Linked DNA regions of Mus musculus: region 1 is linked to region 2. Evidence: chromatin contacts called from public promoter capture Hi-C data. All regions are on one chromosome and are shown on one strand. Each heading gives the region's core, a stretch centred on a gene start, on an enhancer-like site or on the middle of the called end of the contact. The rest is flanking DNA. Distances are from core to core; before and after follow the strand shown.

Evidence for each region. Capture Hi-C pulls out chosen DNA fragments and counts their contacts.
Region 1: a contact with region 2 is called in a promoter capture Hi-C map of pancreatic islet. The contact joins the promoter of Klhl35 here to the promoter of Mogat2 in region 2. A contact is called at or near these places in 12 of 39 promoter capture datasets (the 3T3-L1 cell line, the C10 cell line, the SN4741 cell line and 5 more), 1 of 15 datasets of contacts at CTCF or cohesin (pro-B cells), 26 of 484 Hi-C or Micro-C datasets (the 63-12 cell line, B cells, ECoMG-derived neutrophils and 14 more), 5 of 115 datasets of contacts at active chromatin or transcription factors (bone marrow-derived dendritic cells, embryonic stem cells, forebrain and 2 more) and 3 of 9 other capture datasets (adipose tissue, embryonic stem cells and pancreatic islet).

Annotation. Positions count from the first base shown.
Region 1 is chr7:99,463,609-99,468,275 of GRCm38.p6, forward strand. Klhl35 (kelch-like 35) reads left to right here and starts at 2,396. Exons shown (of 7, transcript NM_028145.1): 1 at 2,396-2,496; 2 at 4,642-4,667. The coding sequence starts at 4,643.
Region 2 is chr7:99,235,227-99,240,042 of GRCm38.p6, forward strand. Mogat2 (monoacylglycerol O-acyltransferase 2) reads right to left here and starts at 3,385. Exons shown (of 6, transcript NM_177448.4): 1 at 3,249-3,385. The coding sequence starts at 3,339.

The sequences.
Region 1 (4,667 bases), core at 1,146-3,645, 230 kb after region 2:
TACTGAGAAGTTCATTCAGGCAGCTTACCACTTCCTGGAGCGGAGGTCTTGGTTACTTTTCTATTCTTATGCTAAAACATCACAACTTGGGGAGGAATGGGTTTATTCCATTTTACATCTCTCAGGTCACTGAGGTAAGTCAGGGCAGGAAGTCAAAGCAGGAACCAGAAGGCAGGAACTGAAGCAGAGACCATGGAGGAACAAGGCTTACTGGCTGGTTCCTCATGGCTTGCTCAGTTTGATTTCTTATACAACCCAGGACCGCCTACCCTTCCCCCAACCCGAGGGATGGGACGTCCCACATCAATCACCGACTTAGAAAATGAGCCTCAGGCTTGTCCACAGGCCACTTAGGTGGAGATGTTTTCTCGGTTAAGTGTCTCTCTTCCCCAGTGACTTTTGCTTGTGTCAAGTTGACATAAAATTAGTCAACACACTGGGCTGGCGAGATGGCTCAGTGGTTAAGAGTGCTGACTGTTCTTCTGAAGGGCCTGAGTTCAAATCCCAGCAACCACATGGTGGCTCACAACCATCCGTAATGAAGTCTGATGCCCTCTTCTGGAGTGTCTGAAGACAGCTACAGTGTACTTACATATAATAAATAAATAAGTCTTAAAAAAAAAAAGTCAGCACAAGCTGCGTCCACTGACAACCTCAGCTGGACTTGAGAATGCACGCTCTGCGCTAGATTTTTACCACCAGAACAAAAAACCAGAGTAAAACAACATAGTAAGAAGTAGGATTTATTTTTCAATACTTGGTAACTTAACTATTGCTACTAGGAAGAGTATCATGGTGTCAGGGAGCATGTGTCAGAACAAATGACATACTCCATGGTGGGCAGGAGCCAGAAAGCAAGAAAATACAGGGCCAACCAACTATACCCCAACTTGAACTCTCTGCCACTTCACAGTAATACCATCAAATTATTAGTCCATTAATGGATGAGCCCATTAGAAAGGTGCTCAAAGACTTCTCCATAGTACCACCAGCCTAGGGACCAAGGTACCAACTTGTAGAGCTTTAAAAATAATTTTTTTTGGAGACAGGGACTCACTATATAGCCCTGAGCTATCCCAGAATTCACTAAGTAGACCAGGCTGTCCCAGAACTTGCAGAGATCCTGAGTATTGAAATAAATAGCATGTACCACACTACACCTGATCTAAATTTTTCTCATTTTTATTTGTTATGTGCGGATGTGTGAATGTGCATGGGTACCTGTGTGCTACAAGTATGTATGTGAATGGGTTCTCTCCTTCCACCTTGTGGATTTCAGATATCCTCAGGCATAGAAGCAGGTGCCTTTATCTCTGAGCCATCTCTCTGGCGCCATAAAGCCTTCCAGGGGACACTCTATACTCATACCAAACCATAATATCTCCCATCTTCCACGATCTCTAAGCCTACCTGAGCCAGGCAGTATCGGGCTCTAACACACAGAGGTAACTCCACACAAAGGGCAGAGTCACCATTACCCTCCTGCTGATGAGCGACGTCAGGCCGAGGGGCAGGCATCGATGTAGTCAGTGTTGTCCAGTGACAACACTGTGACAGTGACAGTATGACAACTGTGACAGTGTCCTGACACAACAGGACAGACGCTATTGGAGGCCACCTCCTCCCTGGATTGCTGTGCTCCTGTGACAAGCCCTGCAGTCCTTCACAGAGGCAGCAAGAGGTCCCACACCACCCTCTAAACCCACACTGTCTGGCTCCGGGAGGTCAGGTGGACTCAGAGCCATCCCATTCTCTCTCCATCCACTTCAATGTGCTCAGTGCCAACACGTGCTCCCACTGTGTCCTTTCCACTTGGACACCACACAATACACACAACCCAGAAGATCCTGGTCACACCTGCATGAGCATCTGTCCACACAGACACCTTATACTCATTCCTTACACACACAAACCCGACATGCAAATGACCAGTCACAAATACAGTGACAGGAACGCTGTGAGGGAGGAACCTGTGTGAGTTGGTGACAAAGAGGCAGAAGGGAAACCAGGATCCACAACAAAGGCAGCCACATTCTTGGTTACATCCAAAGCTATGTAGTCACATGTCCCCAGAGCCCAAGCACCCCAGTACTACAGTCACTGTGTGTATGCACTCACACACATACAAGTTCTAGAAACACCTACACACTGATAACCACCCATCTACCTGAAGCAGACACCCCAACCTTCAAAACACCGCAGCCCACCATAACACACAACCAATTCCACGCTTATCTACACTCCTCCCTTCCAAAACTGGCCCAAGAGTGGAACAAAAGCCCAGTGCCCATTCCTACCGGCTCCCTCTCCTCCCCTCCCCCCCTGGCGCCCAGACAGACCCTTTGTCCTCCCGCAGCTGAGCCCAAGTGGGAGTCTAGGCAAAGCGAGAATAAAATCAGCTCAGGCTGCAAGGCAAGCAGGCAGAGCTGGCAAGCGGCAGGCACAGACAGGAGCAGCTCTGCCAGAGAAGCAGTCCCAGGAAGAGGGCGTGGCCAGGTAAGAGCCAAGTACCTGGGTTAGCAGTTGGCTAAAGTGGTGTCTTGTTCTGAGGGGCGTCCACCCAAAGTGTGAGCCTGTGTGGTGTGTAAGAGTGTATGTGGGGGTGGAGGTGTGTGTGTGTGTGTGTGTGTGTGTGTGTGTGTGTGTGTGTATCCGGGGTAAGAGCAGGATAGTGGCTCACTGAGCCAGTTTCACAGGCTGAGACTCTGAGATGGAAGAATGCTGACAGAATCCCTAACTTCTCATGCATCCTTGGACTCCCAGACGATAGACTCCATGGTGGAAACTGAGTCTCCCACTATCGTGTCCCTACAGTTCCCTCAGCCTAGGACAGAGGTGGCAGTAGAATGCGTAAGTATTGGCACAGTCCACCACACTAGCAGGCAGACTCCTTTTGCTGAGACCTGCCTTCCTGGGTCTCAGCCTAGAGAGTAGCTGTGTCCTAGGCTAGCTAAGGACAGCCCTGCTGCACTCTGACAACCTGTCTCATTTCCCTCTGTGTACGCCTGGTCGTTCCTTGAGGACTCACCTCCCCCCTGGCAAGGGCTTCCAGGTACATGGTGGACTTGGGCTGGCAGCCTCTATCTGGGCTACAGTCCTTGTCCACCAGGAACTTATTTCTTATGACTCTGAGGCAAGGGATCCACCTACATGGTCCTGCATAGGCTAGGAGAGGCAGGCTGATCTGCAGATGGGACAATGTAGGTAGGGAGAGGCAGATAAGAAGCAGAGATGAGCCATGGAGTAAGTTCCCACAGAAAGGAGACCTCGGTCCATTTACAGACCAGGCCAAGTACTGACTGTGTGTTCTTAAGGACCAAGTCCTAACCAGGGTGAACGGCCTGCAATCTGTGGTGCGTTTTCATACACACCCCTTCACTGACCCTCACAGCAATCCTCTCAAGGGCAGGCTCCCTCCATATGGCTGCTTCCTCACAACTCCTCTAAGGGTCAACTTACCCACACCCCATGCTGTAAAAAGGTAAGCCGATGACTGGGGCATACTACAAATGCAGCAATTTTATATACTTCATCCAATAGTTACAGTTCTGTGGCTAGGAACTCTAACTATTCTGTTTCATAAACGGTGCCAGTGGCTTGCCTAGGTGAGATCACACCAGACTAAAGGAGGATGATAGCTCCATGTGGTCCCTAGAACCTGGATCTTCCCACTGGAGACTAGAAACATCTCTCACTCTTGCTTTTACACAGCTAATTCTGCCCATCTCAGGAATCTCTTTCCTATCTCTGCCCCAACTGTGTTTATTATCCTTTCTGAGCTCCCCCAATTCTCCTGAGATCTCTCAAAGGACCTCTGCCCTCGCTCTGAGATCCAGAAAGGCAGGAATTATGACTGTTCAGCACATGCGCGCGCGCACACATTCTAATAAACACCAGTTTAAATAATACATGAACTTGACCTTGAGCTAAGTACTGAGTTCCTAGTACACTACTATAGAGGAGAGTTTGGTCAAGGGAAAGTACCTACAAGAGATCTAAAGAAGACACGAACACACACACGCGCACATGCACGCACACACACACGCGCACATGCACGCACACACACACGCGCACATGCACGCACACGCACACACACACACATGTCTAGTAGGGTAGCCTTAACCCTTTTACCAGAGACTACAGCTCGTGCAAAGAGACCATCCCTATACAGACATTTTGTCCAAGTTTCTGCAAACTCCCTGAAGGTCCCTCTTTAGAACTTGGGAGTGGTCTTCCTGTCAGTGGTAGCCATGGAACACCACTCAATCCTAGTTGAAATCCCTTAAACACTGCATAGTCTAGACTCCTATGAATCGTTCCACCACCACCCCCTTTTTTTAAACGCTCCTCAAATTATCTTATTTGAGTCTGCCATCTGTTTCCTGCAGAGCCTGGCAGGAAAAGCTTACCAAATCTGAACAGGAAAGGGCAATATGGCTCCCACTGGAGAGGAAGAGTGGACACAGAAGGCATGGCTGGCTCACAGCCATCAGGAGTCAAGATGGGGTGATGGGGTCAGTAGGTGCATGGTGTGAGTGCACGGGAAGTGAGTGGTGAATGAACTAGTGAAGGGAAGCCTAAATGTTCGGGAAGTCCACCAGCAGGCCCATCTCCGACGCGGTCCGTGTCCTCTCCCTGCAGGATGAGGGAGACCCCGGAGCGCGAGG
Region 2 (4,816 bases), core at 2,135-4,634:
CTTCCTTCCTTCCTTCCTTTACCCGGTCTTTAAAAGCTTGCAGTTTCTTTTGTTATTGTTGCTTTGGTTTTTTAAAACAGGGTCTTACAATGTAGCTCTGGCTGCTCTAGAACTCACTATGCACACCAGGCTGGCCTTGAACTCACAGAGACCGCAAGTGCTGGGATCAAAGGGATATGCCTCTATGCCCAGCTAAGCCTGAGGTTTTAAAACCCCTACCTTTTGTTGTTTTGTTTTGTTTTGTTTTTGAGTCAGGGTTTCTCTGTTTGTAGCCTTGGCTGTCCTAGAAGTCACTCTGTAGACCAGGCTGGCCTTGAACTCAGAAATCTACCTGCTTCTGCCTCCCAAGTCCTGGAATCAAAGGCTCGTGTCATCATGTCTGTCTTAAACCCCCACATTTTAGAGACTCAGTATATGCACACTGGCTAAGGTCATATAGCAAGCTAGCAGGGTAATACCTGAGATTCAGTGCTTGGCTCAAACCATTCATTCATTCAACAATATAAAATATAAAACAAAAAACATCTAGGAACAGCATGGACCAAGACTGAGGAATCTTACCCCCCCCCCACGAGAGAGATGTGAGAGAGGAAAGACACAGAAGCAATGAGTAGCCCATCTGGAAAGCATTTGGCTTGGGGCCTGAGCCTTTGGTGCCTGGTCCTAATTGACTTCCCCAGCTACTTCCCTGCCTGGGAAACTGAGTGCTGGCGGGCTTTAGAATCACATTGTATTTCTTCTTGATGTGTATGTGGTTTGTGGGTATGTATGTATGTATGTATGTTCATATATATGTATGTTCATATGTGGGCACATGTGTGTTCAGGTGCCAGTGTGTCTTCCTCTATCACTCCCTGGCCTTTACCTTTATTTTTTTTATCCCTCTGTGACTCTCTGGTATTGAGACAGAGTCTCTCTCTCTCTCTCTCTCTCTCTCTCTCTCTCTCATCCAGGGCTCACTGATGATTGGACTAGCCTAGCTAGCCAGCTTGCTCTAGGGCTCTTGTCTCTGCTTCCTTTGTGTTGATCTTATAGGCAGGCCACCAACACCAAATCAGACGCTCAAGCCAGGCCTAGTGCTACCTCTCCAGCACCATGTCTGCCTGCGCGCTGCCAAGCTTCCCTCCATGATGGCAATGGACTGAACCTCTGAACTGTGAGCAAGCCCCACTTAAATGCTTTTCTAAGAGCTACTGTGGTCATGGTGTCTGTTCACAGCAGTGAAACCCTAAGACAGTATCCAAACTCTAATCCTACGTTTATGCAGCAAGTGCTTCACTGACAAACTCATGTCCCCAGCCCAAACCTCACTATTCTGTAAAACTTCCCTTAAGTAGTGGTCTGTGAGCAACACACCATACTGCCTCCGCTTACTTCTCTGTTTTGACACGTGTGTGTATGTTCACCTGTGGGTGGGTGTGTGCACCCACATGTATGCATGAGTGTGAAGGCCAGAGGAAAGCTTTCCACCTTCTTTTGAGACAGTATCTCTCACTAGCCTGAAGATCACCCATTAGGCTAGGCTACCTCCCCAGCAAGCTCTAGGGGTCTTCCTGATTCTGCTAAGATTACAAGTTTGTGTCACCATGCCTGACATTTTTTACAGAGGTTCTGGGGATCAAACTCAGATCCTCATGCCTTGGAGACACTGAGGCCATTCCTTCAGCCCCAAAATCACCGCCATCATCACCAGGTAAAAAATGAGGCAAGACAGCAAATACTTTAGACATTTCAGAATTTGTGACTTAAAACAACAACAAAAAAACCATTTGGGCTGGTCTTGGCCCTGATTTGTTGACTACTGGTGGAGACTCTGGTCGCCTTTGATCTCCCCATCCCCCACACAGCAGGCAAGGGGACCTTTAACACCAGACTGGACCTCGTCACTTCCCTGCTGAGTCTATTGTTCTCCTTTGCCCTCAGGATAAGGGGTAAAGTAAAACTTCCCCCTCTTGGCATGAAAGAGCCCAGAACCCTTTTCTCAAATTGCACCAGTCGGTCCTCTCCTGGCTCAGGGGAGCCCTGATTTCTGTGCTCCACTCCTCGGTCTTGCCAGGTCTATGTAAGAGCAGGCCCAGGCCCAGGCTGCAAGGATGGGGTAGGTTCACCCAGTCAGACATAACTCCTGTCCTCAAGGACACAGGAGGCAACCCGAGCCTGGTGTCCATTAGACCCTGTGAGGTTGTGGCTGTAAACTACATGGCTCTGGGTCTCCGGAGCCCTTTGACCCAAGCCATCCCTGGGCTTAGGTTGCCTGCCCTCTGTTTTCTATACCCGCCATCTCTGTCTTGTATCCACACCTCCTCCCAGGCCCTCTGCCCATCCCCCATCCCTTCTTCCTCTGGAAGGAGCAGTTGCCAGGCTCCTGATTCACAGCCTGGGCCTTTCAAATATGCAATTCCTCTGCTTGGTTGTTACCAGGGGTACTTAAAATGGTAACCGACCCTGGAACAGAGGTACAGACCCATTTAAAATGGGTGCTAAAGGTGTGTGATCCTGGAAAGCCCACTTTGCAGGAATAAACCATATAGATGAAACATTGTGAGGTGGGAACACATACACACGTATACACGTGTGTTACCCGAGGGGTGTGTGTGTGTGTGTGTGTGTGTGTGTGTGTGAAGCATGCACTGAGCATGTGACTGTCTTGACAGGCAGTAGTATCTGGACTCGGGCTGAATCTGAGTCCTGGGGTGGCAGTCCTTCCCCAGTCTAGTACCAACAAAGGAGATAAGGCTCCCTCCCGTGCTCCCAGCCACTCTTCCTTCCCGGTCCACAGCGGTGCTGGAGCATCTACAGGGTGGAGAGGGACAGAGCCACACCTCAGGAGCCAGGTCAGATCTGCCTTTCATAGAAGTTCCCAGCTTTCTGCATTTTCTCTACAAGTTCCCCCATAGGGTGACACTGGCATCCCCACCATGCAGCTGGGGAAGCAGAGGCCGGTCCCTTCTCTCCTGGCCTCAGTTCCAGCTCCCTTTTTCCGAAAGGTAAACTGGAGAGCTTCCCTCTCAGAGGCATAGCCACCCAGCCTCGGGTGCTTCCCCGCCCTCAGCAGCTTGCAGCTAAAGCCTGGATGCAGCGGTCCCAAAAGTCCAGGAAACTGAAGACTGCTTAAGACATGGGAGACATACCCACACGAGGCTCTGGAAGACCCCAGCAAAGCCCCCTCCTGAATCTCTCCATTAAGCATCCTGTGCTCCCGCTGAGGCTGCCCTGCCCTTCCCGTGTGCCCGCGGCTACCCTCTTACCCAAGGCCAGGAAGGAGAAGACCCACTGAAGGACCGCGAAGGTCTGTAACCTGCGCTCCCATGGTACCAACAGGGGGGCGAACTCCACCATGCTGAGCTGGCTCAGGAGGCTCTACACACGGGCTTTGCTCTAGGTTGAAGGGGCAGGGCCAGGCCAGGCCAGCCCCAGTCCAGCCCCAGCCCAGCCCAGCCCAGCCCAGCCCAGCTCCAGGGCCCTCCTGCTCCGCCCACGCCACATCCTTTTTTCCCCGTACCTTGTAATCCCTCTGCCTAGACCAGGCTAAAGGCGGAAGAGAAACCTCTTTCATCCTTATCAGTTCTCTTAGGCAATGCCTTATCTGCCAAACCACTATTCCCACCCTCTAGAATCTGCTCAAGGTAGGGCGCAAAGAGGTGAAACCCCAAGGGCAGTGCTTCTCAACCTATGGGTCACGACCCCAGGGGGTGTCAAATGATCCTTTCACAGGGGTCGCATATCAGATATCCTGAATATCAGATATTCACATTACCATTCATAACAGTAATACAATTACAGTTATGAAGTAACAACACAAATAAGTTTATGGTTGGGGGGGGGGGTCACCACAACATGAGGAACTGTGCTAAGGGGTCGCAGCATCAGGAAGTTGAGAACCACAGCCCAAGGAGACCGGAGTGGTGACCCCTCAGCCCTGCCCAATGATCCCCTCACTTTCTCACAGGTCCACTGCTCTGCTCTTCCTTCACAAACAAGCTGCGACAGTTGGCATCAGAAAGCCCTGTGCCCATATCTCCTCTGTCTGCCTTCCCTCTGTAACTAACCAGTAGAACTCAGCAGGGCTGCGTTCAGGGTCTTTCCATCCCCCACACCGTGTAGGTCCTCAGCTCCACACGTTACACGTTTACAACATTCCACAAACTCTGCTCACAGGTTCAAGCTGACAGTCAGGTTGCTCATCTCCTTTGGTCAGCAGGCTCAGTCACCTTAGATCCTTACACTCTCCCTCCACTTTTGCCTCTCGGCTCCCAAGCTACTTTTCCTAGGACTCCTTTGTTCTGCCTACTGTAGATCAAGCTGGCCTCTAGTCTCTGCCTCCCAAGAGTTGGGATGAGAGGTGAACACCACTAATCCTTGATTCCTCTTGCCCCTTGAAGGTTGTGTTCAGGCTGGTGGCTTGTTTCCTGTCTCTCTGCCCCACGTCTAGACTTGAAGATCCAGGTGGTTCCTTGACCATCCATCATAGCTTGTACGTCTCACTGAACTCAACTTTCATCCCCTGCCTGGGTCAGCTCGACTCTTTCACACCATGGCAAAGGACAACTTCACTTCCTGAGTTGCTGAGGTTATAGCCAGAGTTTCCTTAGAGTTATTGTTTTCCTCCAGCCACACCTGTTGTGTTTTATGTTGAAGAAGAAGAAGAAGAAGAAGAAGAAGAAGAAGAAGAAGAAGAAGAAGAAGAAGAAGAAGAAGAAGAAGAAGAAGAAGAAGAAGAAGAACCAGGGAACCAGGATATGTTTAGCAGAGGCTCAGTATGATGTAGGGGTAGTGCCTCTGCAGGCCTATGCTGAGGTATCCTTTCCCTCTGAGA